Regions from separate parts of the Mus musculus genome. Here regions 1 and 3 are each linked to region 2. A link is a contact called in public promoter capture Hi-C data. All regions are on one chromosome and are shown on one strand. Each heading gives the region's core, a stretch centred on a gene start, on an enhancer-like site or on the middle of the called end of the contact. The rest is flanking DNA. Distances are from core to core; before and after follow the strand shown.

The links. Promoter capture Hi-C pulls out the DNA fragments that hold promoters and counts their contacts.
Region 1: a promoter capture Hi-C map of liver shows a contact between it and region 2, with 3 times the contacts expected there. The contact joins the promoter of Acat3 here to the promoter of Plg in region 2. A contact is called at or near these places in 5 of 39 promoter capture datasets (the HPC-7 cell line, cranial neural crest and liver), 2 of 484 Hi-C or Micro-C datasets (both in liver) and 2 of 9 other capture datasets (adipose tissue and pancreatic islet).
Region 3: a contact with region 2 is called in a promoter capture Hi-C map of liver, with 3 times the contacts expected there. The contact joins the promoter of Sod2 here to the promoter of Plg in region 2. A contact is called at or near these places in 4 of 39 promoter capture datasets (cranial neural crest, liver and pre-B cells) and 1 of 115 datasets of contacts at active chromatin or transcription factors (T-cell acute lymphoblastic leukemia).

What each region holds. Positions count from the first base shown.
Region 1 is chr17:12,937,249-12,942,009 of GRCm38.p6, reverse strand. It overlaps Acat3 (acetyl-Coenzyme A acetyltransferase 3), which reads left to right and starts at 1,614. Exons shown (of 9, transcript NM_153151.3): 1 at 1,614-1,764; 2 at 2,002-2,136. The coding sequence starts at 1,710. It also overlaps the pseudogene Gm20591.
Region 2 is chr17:12,375,474-12,380,167 of GRCm38.p6, reverse strand. Plg (plasminogen) reads right to left here and starts at 1,559. Exons shown (of 19, transcript NM_008877.3): 1 at 1,452-1,559. The coding sequence starts at 1,500.
Region 3 is chr17:13,005,522-13,010,165 of GRCm38.p6, reverse strand. It overlaps Sod2 (superoxide dismutase 2, mitochondrial), which reads right to left and starts at 2,327. Exons shown (of 5, transcript NM_013671.3): 1 at 2,098-2,327; 2 at 1,780-1,982. The coding sequence starts at 2,120.

The DNA of each region.
Region 1 (4,761 bases), core at 365-2,864, 560 kb before region 2:
AGAGTGTAAGGGGGAAATGGAATGGAAACCGCATGAAACTGCAGAAGCAAACCAGAATGGCTATCCTTTCAGAACACTGGGAGTCCGTCCGGCAGCCAGCCTGTGAGGGAGGGGGCAGGGGGTGGGGAGAATAGCCAGAGGGAGTCTGCAAAAGGAAGATGTACATGGAACATTACAAGATTAAATGAGACCAAGGGTGTTCCATCTTTAATTAGATAAGACATGTTCTGGCAGAAATACCTTCCTGCTCAGCATTTTTTTTCTCAGATAATAGTGTGTGCCCAAGGTTACATCTGCTTTCAAAAGTTACACTTGTAGTTTGCCTTGAGTTAGGCAACTATGTAATAACAGTGTAAGGCTAAAGCCAGGTGCTAAAGCCAGGTATGGGGGCACCCAGCTTTCACCCCAGCATTCAGGGAGTAAAAGCAGGTAGATCCCTAAATTCCAGGCCAACCTGACCTACATCGTGGCATAGGTCAGCTAAGGGCTACATTATAAAATCACGTCTGAGAGAGAGAGAGAGAGAGAGAGAGAGAGAGAGAGAGAGAGAGTTAAATTGTTGGGACCTGAGTTAGTTCCCAGCCCCCACATAGTGACTCAGAATCATCCTAACTCCATTCCAGGGAATCCAATGCCTTTTTCTGACCTACCTGGGGAACTAGGAACATAAACGGTGCACATACATGTATGCAGGCAAACAAAAACTCAAAACACTGATATACATAAAATAAATCTAGTAAGATTTTTTCCTTTGGAAAAATATATATACATGTATTTATGCACATATATATGTATGCGCTTGTGTGCGTGCATGGGTGCGTGTGTTTGTGTGTGTGGCCAAGCTCTGAAGTGAAGCACACTGGCCCTTCCTGTCTGAAAGCCCAGCCTCACCCCAGCCTGTAGGATTTAGAGTAGTTGCGTGGCCTCTGCAGAAATAACTTCTGCTTGCACACATTCTGTGGATTATTTGGACCGCTTGTGGGAGGACCGATTTCTAGCAAGGTAGAGGTAATTAGAAAGTCCAGACAAATTCTGACTTTGGCTGCAGGTGTTTTAAACAGCCGTGATCTGTGGCCCTAAGGGACCTTTAATGAATAAGATCTTCAGATCACCTTCCATCCTCGGCCCCTGGGGTTCTCCTCTAGCCAAGAACACGACTTTTAGCAACCAAGTGAACTAGGGTTTACAGCGCCCAGGCACACTTGGAGAAATCTCAAAGTTCCTGCGAATTGACCGACACTGTATCCTGTTCCTTCTGGCGTGTTCGGGAATTATAGCCAGGGCATTCCAGTCCCGGCTGAATCATCAGAGGTAGACTTTTAGTCACCCTCATTGTTTCGAAAATACACAAAAACAGACAGAAAAGGGATACAGAGAAAGATTCCGGGATTGTGTTGCAAGCGTTCAAAGTCCACAGCTTGAGACTTCCCCCAACGCTGATCGCTCTCACTCTAACACCCGGAACCCCCAGGTCTCTATCTATGTCACACTCTAAGACCCCTAGACCTTGCACACCCTGTTCTTCACCATCCCTGAGCTGAGGAGGAGTGGGGATCAGGGGAGCTGCTGAGCAGGGGCGGGGCGGGGAGGGCGGGGCGGGGCGGGGCGGGGCGGAGCCGTTGAGGCTCCATCTCCAACTCAGCCAGAATTTAGCAAAGTTTGCTTCAGCTGCAGCCAGGGCTGTGCAGACGCCAGGGGAGAGCAACAGGATGAACACAAGATCCGACCCAGTGGTCATCGTCTCGGCGGCCCGTACCGCCATAGGTCAGTGTTGCGGAGGCTTCCCACCTGCTACCCTACAGGTGCACAGAGAACCCTGCCAACTGCCTGCTTGCATGCCTGATGGTTCATCTGTCACCCTGTGGTGGCAGATACTAGTGGTCTGAATTTGGGCAGCCCTGGGCTTGGCAAAGCACTGATTTAAAGTCCCCACCCTCCCCCTCGGTGGTCCTCAGTGTGCTCTTGGTTCAGATTCCTTCCCTCTTCCCCATTCCATTGTAGGCTCCTTCAATGGTGCCCTGTCCACCGTGCCTGTCCACGAAATGGGGACAACTGTCATCAAAGAAGTCCTGCAGAGGGCCAAGGTGGCTCCAGAAGAGGTGTCCGAGGTCATATTTGGACATGTCTTGACGGCAGGTAACTCCTCAGTAGCCCAGGACAGATCTGGTTCACTAGAAACAGCATTTATTTATATGTGTGTGTGTGCGCGCACACACACCACCACCACCATACATTGCTTTGCTTGGAGTTCTCTCTGCTAGGATTCTTTCTGTCCCTCCTCCTTCCTCTGGCTGAAGTCACAGCTCCTTTACAAGCCTTTTCGGTGAGTGATCTTAGACCACGGGACTGTATCGCCTTTGCATTGTTAGAAGCACAGCAAAGTATTCACAGTCCTCCACATACCCCTAACATGTCACACAGTCAATAAAAGTGTGTGGGCCTGGCACTGTGCCACAGCTGCGAGTGGGGCTGCAGCAGAGCAGCTCTACCCTGGTCCACTTTGTCAGGAGATCAGCTGTCCCTCACTCCAGGGGACTGTCCGGAGAAAGGCAGGAGAGTCTAAGAATGCTTCATCATAGCTCTGATTCCTGCTGGGCTTGGAGATCAGTGACTACTGATGTTGATGATTGGTTTGGGGCCTGGGTGTATAGATCAGTGGTGAAGTGTGTGGTGAGCATGCATGTGGTCATGAGTTCCCACTCCTGCCCTGCCCTGTGCTCCCTCAGCACACATTTGAATCAACTGTAGAGAAAATTGTTAATATTCAATACCAAGTTCTGCTCTTACTCTGTCTGAGACCATTTGTATGTGTGCCAGTTGAATATTCTGTATTTTTTTAATGGGTGTTTTGTCTGCATATATGTCTATATACCACTTGCCTGCCTGGTGCTAGCAGAAGCTAGAAGAAGGCATTGTCTTCCCTGGTCCTGGAGTTATAGATGTTTGTGGTTGTGAGCTGCCGTGTGGGTGATGGGAATCACCACCCCCAGCCCCCCAGAGAAGCCAGTGTTCCTAACCACTGAGCCATCTCTTCAAACCCCTGAACATTTGGAAAGTTTTTTTCTTTTTTCTTTTTTCAAGACAGTTTCTCTGTGTAGCCCTGACTATCCTGGAACTCACTCTGTAGACCAGGCTGGCCTCAAACTCAAAAATCTGCCTGCCTCTGTCTCCTAAGTGCTGGGAATAAAGGCGTTTGCCACCATTGCCCAGTGGAAAGGTTCTTATTTCAGAATTTACAACCCCAACATACTTTTATTTCAATGTATATTAAATTTTAAGTATATGTTGGATAGATGTAATTGAAATTATATATATATGTATATTTGTGTGTGTGTGTATATATATATATATATATGTATATATGATACATATAATCAGCTGGGACCCAGTTCTGTGTAGAAATTTCATTTAGTATAGACTTTACATATATAAGCTGAAGGTAATACAAAATATTTATGATTTTGTACTTGAACTAAATAGTGTGCATCCATGTAAAGGGGCTAGGTGGCCTTTCACAGTGACCTAACCCTGTTATACACCTGCATTTTGATTTCTGCCTGACAGGAACTCTACAGTGGCATCATCTCAGCATCCAGAAAGTTCCACATTGCCCAGCCTGGGGGTGCATGGCTATAACCCCAGCACTCTAGAGTCTGAGAACTGAGCCTTATGAGAGTGAGGCCAGCCTGAGCTACTAGCCAGCCTCTTTGTCAAAAAAGAAAAGAAGGGACAGAAGGAGGGAGGGAGAGGCTGGCGTTGACACTATAGAGAGCTTTCCCAGCATGCACAGAGCTTGAGTTTAATCCTTGGCACTAAGAAAAAGGAAGCTTTGTATTCTGGGTCATTGCTGATTTTGAGAATAGGAGCGCTTACTTGACCTGTAGTTTCTTGTGTTGTTTTAGGTCTTGAAGTTTGGTTTTGATATTTTTCTTGTTAAAAATGTTAACTTATTTATTTATGTATTTATTTATATTTGAAGGATGCTACAGTGGATGTATGGGGGTTGAAGGACAACTTGTGGGTGTTGATTCTGTCCCCTCTCCACACCCTCCACACACACACTCCACACACACACACACACACACACACACACACACACACACACACACTACAGGTCCCAGGAATTGAATTAGGTCATCAGGCTCAGTGTCAAATGCCTTTCTCACCCAGAGAGCTGCCTCTCAAGTGTTTGATTTTGTTGCTGTTGTTGACATAGAATCCAAAGTTTATGTGTAGCTAGGATAATGACCTTACACTTTAAAGTTCTTGATGTTTCTGCCTCCAGTGCCCAAGTGCTAGGGTTTTGGGCATTCGCCATCATACCTGGAGTTCTCATCTTTTCTGACCCACTTTGTCCTCATGGTGCTTAAACTCTGGGTTGAGCCACACCTCTTTCTCATGGCCATCCAAGGTCTGACTGTGATGCCATCAGCTGTCTGTGGTCCACCACTGCCCTCCTCCCCTCTTCCCAGACCAGTGACTCAGAACTTTTCCATGTGTCAAAAGACATCCCATCATTTGGTAATCTAAGAGTCATCTGGTACTAGTTTTTTGTTTGTTTGTTTGTTTTGTTGTTGGTTTTTCGAGACAGGGTTTCTCTGTATAGCCCTGGCTGTCCAGGAACTCACTTTGTAGACCAGGCTGGCTTCAAACTCAGAAATCCTTCTGCCTCTGCCTCCCAAGTGCTGGGATTAAAGGTGTGCACCACCACCGACCGGTCTCCTATTTCTTTTTCTTTCTTTCTTTCTTTTCTTTTTTTTT
Region 2 (4,694 bases), core at 310-2,809:
CTAGGCAGAGTTGGGCTAACCTGTGCTAAGAGTTCTCGGGGAGTGTGCCAAGGAAGGTCTCGGATGACGATGGAGAGGAGAGAGCCCTCCTGTTTGGACCATCAGCTTTGTGTCATGTTTATTGGTGGACAGCCGCTGAGATCCACCCAAGGAGCTGCCACTCCAAAGACATGTCCCCAAGAGGAACCGAATCTTTTCTTTTGTATTTGAATTTTTTCTCCAAATCTTTATCTCTTCTGTTTACCTCCAGGGCTCTTGTAGAAAATAAAGTTTAATATAGTATATTGATAAGGAGACTTGAAACAAATCTTTTAGTAGGAAAATTATTTCTTTGTAACAGACTAAATATAGATGGGTATTACCATCAAAGCAAAGAGGCTTTTTTCATTACTATGGTGTGTGTGTGTGTGTGTGTGTGTGTGTGTGTGTGTGTGTGTACTTGAGTGTGCAAAATTAAATCTCTGCTGAGCTTGATGGATGACACTTTTTATCCTAGCACTTGGGAAGCAGAAGTGGGCTTCTGAGAGTTAAAGGCTAGCCTGGTCTACATAGCAAGTTTCAGTCTGGTCAGGACTATATAATATGACTTTATCTCAAAAAAAAATCAATAGTTTGTTCACAGTTGTGGAAGAAGCGTTTTTATCCTCTCCCAGGCTATTTCTGTGCAATAGGAAATGAAAGTCAAGCCATTTCTGTAGATAATGACAAGTACTTTGACAAAGACCTTATGAAGGAATGCCCCTCAATTGGCAGAGATACATGTTGATCCTACTGCAGAGAATCTGGTTCGGAGTGACCCCTAAGCTTATAGTGTCCCCAGTGCTAGTTTCTACACACACACACACACACACACACACACACACACACACACACACACAATGTGTGTAGGAACCCTGACCTCTAAATAGGTATTTGTTTAATTACTGCAAATACATGACACTTTAAAATGGACCTATGTGACTCACGGAAGCATCAGAGGCAGATGTGTACCCATGCAAAGCCTTCCTTCAGCCAAACAGAAGATCCCAATGGAAACAGGATGGCTCAACAAAAGTTTCTAATCAGTCACACTGAAAACAAGGCAAAGAGGTAGACCATCTAAGCCCACTAACTACCACCACCAGGAACTGAACCCAGAACCTCAAATATGCTAGCCAAGTGCTCTACCACTGAGCCACATTGCCCTTTAGTCAGACCCCTCCAAAATCCCCCTTCAATTAGGTTTACAAAGCCACTGGTGGCTTGCTCTGCCTGTCCATCCCTACCCAAGCAGTATTCACAGGGAAACTGAATTTATATGTCGAACTCCTCAGTCTGACACTTTAAGCTGAAAGTCCCATAAGCCAATAGCTCATTTAAATGAATTGCCCAAAAAGACACAGCGAATCTATTTTTAATGGATGGCTAGAATTTTTAAAAAGCGGAACGAAACCTGTGCATCAAAATCTTACCTGGTTTCAGAAGCAAGAGAAACAGAAGGATTACTTCCTTATGGTCCATGTTGGGACTGGCCAACAGCACCTGGACAACTGTGTCCTAGTTCCTGGTGTTGACTTAAAGGGGAACAGAGGCATCCACAAGCAAGGTAGTCCAAATAGGTTAATTATTCTCTGGGGCCCCCACCACTGTATGCAGAAAGAGCAAACATTACCTCGAACAGGGAGCTTACAAAATGTTTGAGCAGAGCCTGTGGTAGATGCTGGAAGTGATGGCAGTGGCCTTCCCCATTGGACCCCTACACCCTGTTACACCTCTCCGTCCTCCCTCTTCCCTCTTACTTCCTCCCTCCTCCCTCCTCCCAAGCCACCATGTTGCCAGTCTCCTCTCATTTCTTTCTCTCTTCTTCCTTTGCTGAGTGCCTCCCATATGCCAGATTCTGCCAAGTGGTCCATACTCAGCCTCGTTTGACCTTACTGGCAATCGGCTGTACCCTGTTCCCATTTTCAGAAGAGGGGCCTGGGGTAACACATGATGTCTCAGTGTGTGTATTGCGTAAGCTGTATGAGCTTGTTTTTCATCCGTTATGTTGCGAGTAGCGGTTGGTTTTGGTTTGGTTTGGCTTTGGTGACCCCTCAGCTCTCTCCCAGCCCTGATGTTGACTAAGCAGTTTGACTAAGTCATATCATTTTTACAACACCGTCATATTCACGCCGCTTTCAAACTTAAGCAGTACATAACTTCTGTCCTGGTGTGTTTTAGCCCTTGACCCACCTGTATAGTGAGACTCGGCATTGCCGGGCAAGGGCCAAACCATGGAGAAGCACCACTAGCCTACTGTGCAGTGTTGAAATCCGTTTGTGAGTTGGAAAAAGAACTCAGTGGTAAGTGAAGCACTTACTGCTGCTCCAGAATTCAAGTTCCAGCACCCACATCAGACAGCTCACAGTCACTCATAACACCAGCTCCAGGAGATCTAATGTCCTCTTCTGGCCTTTGAGGACACACACACACACATGTGTGTGTGTATGTATGTACGTATGTGTATATATAAGTATATACATATGTATGTGTATATATAGATATATACATATGTATGTGTATGTAGGTATATATGTGTGTATACTTGTACATATACACATATAGGTATGTGTATGTGTATATATATGAATGTATATCTGCATTATATATATGTATGCATATGCATATATATGTATTTATGCATATATGTATATGTGTGTATATGTATTCATAATATATGTGTGTGTATATATACATATATATGTGTGTGTGTGTATATATATATATATATATATACCTTCCGCTTCCCAGTCCTTTCTTAATATCCCCTCCAGTGTGGATCTCTCCTCCATAAGAACTCGCAGTATCATGGTAATACCCTCAAAAGTGGAGGGATTCAGCTGAAAGACTATCTTTTTGTTTATTTGTTCTTGTTGCTTTGACATAGTCTCCTACTGTAGCCTGGGCTAGCCTGGAACTCACAGTGATCCTCCTGTCTCTGCTGTCTGAGTGCTAAGACTACATACAGGTGCATGTCTCTCTCTACCAATCATCTCAACTTTAATGGTAGAGTCTGAACTTTTTCTTGGCTGGAGGCTCAAATGCTTTAAAGCCTCCCATTTTATATTTGAAAATATTTAGAAATGGACTCCTCTCTGTTGGTGTGGGATAAAGACAAAGCAGCCGCTGTTCTTCCCTGGCTACAAACTCCTTCCCATGACAACTAGTTACAGGATCAGGTGCCAGGATGTCTCAGGTAGAAGCTTGTATAGAATCCCATGAGAATAAAGCCCATGCAGGAAAACCAGGAAGACAAGCAAGGAGAGGGAGGGGAGAGGTAGGCAGCATGTCACGGTGCTAGGCATCGCTCCTCCTTGAGGAAGCCAGGAGGTCTGTGAGACTCAGGAAGCTGACAAATGTATGGGGCTCAGTCAACTTCGAGCTGCACCAGGCCCTCCCTCTGTTCTACAGGAGCAGAGAACTAGCATGGGAGATTCTCCTCGGTAGAGCCTCGGTAGAGCCGCCTGCACCTGGGGTGAGAGTGTCAGGGGAGTTCCTGTGAGGAGGCAACCTTTGGTAGTTGGTTCTCCCAGCTAGATTCAGTTGGAATTAGTTTCCTTGGCCTGTGATGTGTGCCCTGTGGGAATGAATTGACAACGGTCATGTCTCTCCAGGAGTGCCCCACACAGCAGACAGATGGGGGCACCTGAGTGTGAGCACACCCTGATATTTTGTCAGCCAGCCTTCTCCTCTCCTCATACCCACCACTGGCCTTACCTCCCCTTTTTTGAACCCGCCAGCCCAGTTTAATAAATTAGAAGCAATACAAAAAGTCAGTAACAAGCAGTTTTTTTTTTCCTTCCAAAAGACTTTGGGGAAAATAAAACCAGATTTCACCAGATACATGATGGCTTTGCTATGCCACTATAAGTTGCCTTCCACTTAAAGTCTTATTTTGGCCTTCCTCCTTAACCAGTCACCATAAGAATGTTATCAGAACTGTATGCTTACAAAACTTTTTATCTGTTTTTTGTTGTTGGTGGTGGTTTTTTGTTGTTTTTTGAGTGATTTTAAAGGTTTGAAACATCCCTCACAGACTCATGATTTTAAACACTAGTCCCCACTTGGTGGCACTGTCTTGGGAGGTTGTAGAACCTTTTGAAGGTGAGCCTTGGCTTGTGCCAGCAGGTCGCCATGTTCCACGTAGGCCACAGTTATGAGCAAACTACCTGGCATTTTCACTGGCCCAGACAGGGGTCTATTCAGCAGAAGGCTGCTCAGTTGAAATAAATTCTTCTTTCAAGCTGTTTTTGTCTGGATTTTTCCCTGTGATGAGAAAAAAATAATTAATGCAGGAGGAATCTGTGACTATTGTGTGTGACTGTGACTGTCCTCCAAGTGAAGCAACAGGCACCTTGCAGAGTTTAGCTGGTTATCCCAGCAGGGCTTGTGCGATGTTCCATCCCCTTATGGAAGGTCAGGGAGGGTCATGAGACCCTCAACTCAGTATCCAGCTGCTCCCAACAACCGGCTGTATGCAACTGTAGCCTAAAACCACATGGTCTTTGGGAAGGGCAAGAGTACATAGACGGGGGAAGGGTAGGGAATGGAGGTCTCCATCTGTGTGACTATGGGAAATCTGTCATCCCACTGGGTAAATAGTTTCTGGCCTCTTGAAGGAGAAACACCCACACTCCTGTAACCCCTCCTCTGTGTTCTATAAAGAAGCCCAATAA
Region 3 (4,644 bases), core at 1,078-3,577, 630 kb before region 2:
ACTTACACAATTATGTTGAAATACTATACTTCTCCACTAGATGCCCCTCGTCAGCCAGATGTCACTAACATTTTACTCAACCAATTTCCCAGATAAAAGTACATTTAAGAAAAGGTGACTCAGCAGTTAAAAGCAATGACAGCTCTTCCAAAGGTCCAGCAACCACATGGTGGCTCACAACCATCCTTAATGACATCTGACGCCCTCTCCTGGTGTGTCTGAAGACAGCTACAGTGTACTTACATATAAAAATAAATAACAAATAAATCTAAAAAAAAAGAAAAAAGAATTTTACTATCTGGTTTTTCAAGCAATATGACTAACATAGAGACATGACTACAAATTAATTCTCCTTGTAAAAAACAATAGATTAAAAAGACTATTTTGTTAAATACTATTTTGTTTAGCCATTAAAACAATATTCCCAGGGGCTGGTGAGATGGCTCAGTGGTTAAGAGAACTGACTGCTCTTCTGGAGGTCCTGAGTTCAAATCCCAGCAACCACATGGTGGTTCACAACTATCTATCTGTAAAGAGATCTGATGTCCTCTTCTGGTGTATCTGAAGACAGCTACAGTGTACTTACGCCCTCTGTCTGAAGACAGTTACAGTATATGTAATAATAATAAATAATAATAAAAATATAATAATAAATAAATCTTCCAAAAAAATTCCCAGAAATTGTGGTTGACTCAACAGGTAAAACACAAAAAGGCTCTTGCCAGGAAAACCTGACACCCTGACTTGAATTGACAATCTGAGCTTAGTTTCTGGATACCACAGTGGAAGGAGAGAACCAATGCCCTAGGTTATCCTCTAACCTCCACTGGCTCCGTGTGTCAGCACGAATCCATTCACACACACACACACACACACACACACACACACACACACAGAGGTTTTTTAATACTATAGCATTCCCATATACATCATCTAGGGGTGCAAACACAGAACTCTGCACTATGGATTTTGTTGGCTGAGCGCTTAAAAATATAGGTAAATAAATAAGCTTGCCTACTGTTCCATTCAGTGACAGATACTCAGTTTCTCACAAAATAGCTATTTTTCTTGTGAACTTTGACCCCAAAAGTACCAAGTCTAGCCTGTTCTGCAGCTAAGTGCTCGTTCCTGTCTTTTCCTCCCCCCCCCCCCAAGGGTAAAGAGTGTGAAACAGGATGTCCAGAGATATCCAAGGGGTCAGGGAGTCCCAGCCCTAGACTGAACTAATCCTATTGTTGTCCACAACGGTGACAATAATCACAACTCGGACTGCAGTCTTCTGATGCCACTTCAGACCCTCTCCTGCACCTGCTGCCAGGCCACCAATATCGCTTGCTCTCAGCAAAACCCCAGCCACTTCTAGCCCCAACCACCCTCTCACCCAAGGGCACCTGGCTGACCCAGCTCGGGCACTCTCAACCCTCCTGCAAATGGCTGCCAAGGCTACCTGAAAAATAAGCAAAACAAACTCTCCTGAAGCCACGTTATATAACAACCGCATATTTTAAATATTCATATGCAAAACAAAAACTAAATATTCATTACGCAAAAAGGAGCAGCGTCCGAGAGCTGTCTTTAAAGGACCACCACCAATGCTAGCTAGCAACACGGGTGACAAAAAAGGACACAACAGTAAGGTCCGTCAAGTACTTTCGTGAGGTCCTGTGTTTTCCGGGATAGGAAAGGACGTTTATGCGAACCAACGGAGGTATTCCCCGGCATCGAAACAGACCTCCGTCCGGCCACCGGGATCCTCGTGTGCAGGGGCCCCGCACCTACCCTTGGCCAGAGCCTCGTGGTACTTCTCCTCGGTGGCGTTGAGATTGTTCACGTAGGCCGCGTGGTGCTTGCTGTGGTGCAGCTGCATGATCTGCGCGTTAATGTGTGGCTCCAGCGCGCCATAGTCGTAAGGCAGGTCTGGGAGGCTGTGCTTGTGCCGGGAGCCCGCGGCACCGGCCACAGGGCCCAGCCTCCTGCCCGTGCTGAGAGGAACAGAGAGGACGGCGGGTCACGCCACTGACACGGCGAGCCAGCCACGCCCGCCGCCCCGAGACCCACCCGTAGGGGACGCCGAGGCCCCGGGGCCCTGCCGCTCACCTGCACGCCGCCCGACACAACATTATTGAGGTTTACACGACCGCTGCTCTCCTCAGAACACGGCCGTTCGCTCGCAGGCGCGCGTCTGCTAGGCAGCGTCCGCCCGGCGTCCGCAAGGACACAGCGAAGCGGTGACCCTGCCCGCAGCGCCCATCAGCGGAGGGGAGGACGGCGACACGGACGGCCCGGCGCATAACGGAGCGGCATCCTGGGAAGGCAACGTCTCCCCTGTGCCAAATTGGTAGAGGCCGCGTGCTTGCTACAGCCACGCCCCCACCATCGGCCTTGGCCCCGCCCCGCCTCGGGGAACCCCGTCCGCCCCGCGGTGTGGCTCCGCCCCTCCTCGGGCCGCCCTGTCCAGCTCTGGCTGTGAGCTGCAAAGCTTCCACTCTATTTCTACTCCTGCTTCTGGGAAACCCTGGAGACTTTCCTCCGGAAAGCCAAGGCTCTGCTGCTGGTCAGAATTATGGAGTAATCAGGGCCCCTCTGACCCAGTTAATTTATGCCCGGAGTGACCTTCCCTGGGGCCTAACCTGACATTAAATCACGTCGCAGGTTTGCGTGTGTTCATCTTTGTTGCCCCTGAGACTGGGGTTGCGGACTCCGGGTGCAGCTTGCCAGTTAACTAGTAAGAGTCCGGATTAGAAGGCGAGGTTCATCTTTCTTGATTAAACTCTGCAACATTCAGTGACTTCAAAAACCAACCCACTCGACCAAATGTAAAAGGACATTGTTTCCCTTTGTGGACTTATTAGTCTAAGAAGCAGTGGCTATCAAATGTTTCCATAACAATTATACAGCTTTCCTCTTCTACTTAATGGGTTTATGTCTTCCCTGATTAGAAAACACTAAGAAAGCAGAAGGCAGTTGGCTGAGTAGTTCCCGGTGGTTTTTTCCCACCCCCTTTGCAGGCCTCCTAAGGATGACAGGGCTTAGGGTAAGGGGAATTGCAAGAGGATGCTTTCCGGTAGGGAGAAACCTGTCCACAGGCGTCAGACCGGAGCTGTATGGATGACCTGTGTCTTAGTTAGGGTTTTACTGCTGTGAACAGACACCATGACCAAGGCAAGTCTTATAAAAAACAACAGTTACTTGTGGCTGGCTTACAGGTTCAGAGGTTCAGTCCATTATCATTAAGGTGGGAGCATGGCAGTATCCAGGCAGGCATGGCACAGGCAGAGCTGAGAGTTCTATGTCCTCATCCAAAGGCAGCTAGTGGAAGACTAACTTCCAGGCAACTAGGGTGAGGATCTTATGCCCACACCCACAGTGACACACCCATTCCAACCAGGTCACACCTATTCCAACAAGGCCACACCTCCAGATGGTGCCATTCCCTGGCCCAAGAATATACAAACCATCATGCTCCACTCCCTGGCCCCCCATAGACTTGTTCAAAAACATGAGTCTATGGGGGGCCATACTTAAACATAGCATAATGCAAAATGCTATGGTGGTGTGGTGGCACATGCCTTTGATCCCAGCACTCCGGAGACAGAGGCAGGCGGATTTCTGAGTTCAAGGCTAGCCTGGTCTACAAAGTGATTTCCAAGACAGCCAGGGCTATACAGAGAAACCCTGCCTCAAAAAAAAAAAACAAAAACAAAAACAAAAAAAAATGCATTTAGTCAAACTTTTCAAGTCCTCATAGTCTATAGCAGTCTCAACAATATTAAAAATCCAAAGTTCAAGGTCTCTTCTGAGATTCATCCAATCACTTAACTGTAATCCCCAAAGAAAGACAGGAAACCAGCTGGGTAAACTCCAAACTCTGCGTCTCCATGGCTGATGTCAAAGCGGTCTTCAGATCTCCACTCCTTTTTCATCTTTGTTGACTGCAACAACTGCTTTCTCCTGGGCTGGTTCCACTCCCTGTTAGCAGCTTTCCTTAGCACGTATCCCATGGCTCTGGCATCTTTAATAGCTTTGAGTCTCCAAGGCAATTTCAATGTTACAGCTTCTTGTTTCAGTGTCTGGGATTCCACTTGATCTTTTGGGCTCCTAAGGGCTGGCATCACTTCTCCAGCTCTGCCCTCAGTAGCATTCTAAGCTCAGGTTGATCCACTCCACTACGGCTTGTTCTTGGTGATCATCCCAGGGTACTGACATCTCCAATACACTGGGGTGTTCTACTCCAACTAGGCTTCACCAATAGCCTCTCATAGGCTCTCTTCATGGTGCCAATCCTCAAATCCTTTGCATGACCCCTTCAGTCCGGGGCCATCAACTACAACTATGGCTGCACCTTCACCAATGGCCTTCCATGGCCTCTCACAGTGCCAAGCCTCAGCTGCTCTTCATAACCCCTTCATGCTTTCAAAACTAGTACCAGCCGGGCGTGGTGGCACACGCCTTTAATCCCAGCACTCAGGAGGCAGAGGCAGGAAGATTTCTGAGTTCGAGGCCAGCCTGGTCTACAAAGTGAGTTCCAGGACAGCCAGGGCTATACAAAGAAACCCTGTCTCGAAAAACCAAAAAAACCAAACAAACAAACAAAATAATCAAAACCAGTACTATCTGGGTGACTCTTATACATTACCAAGTCCA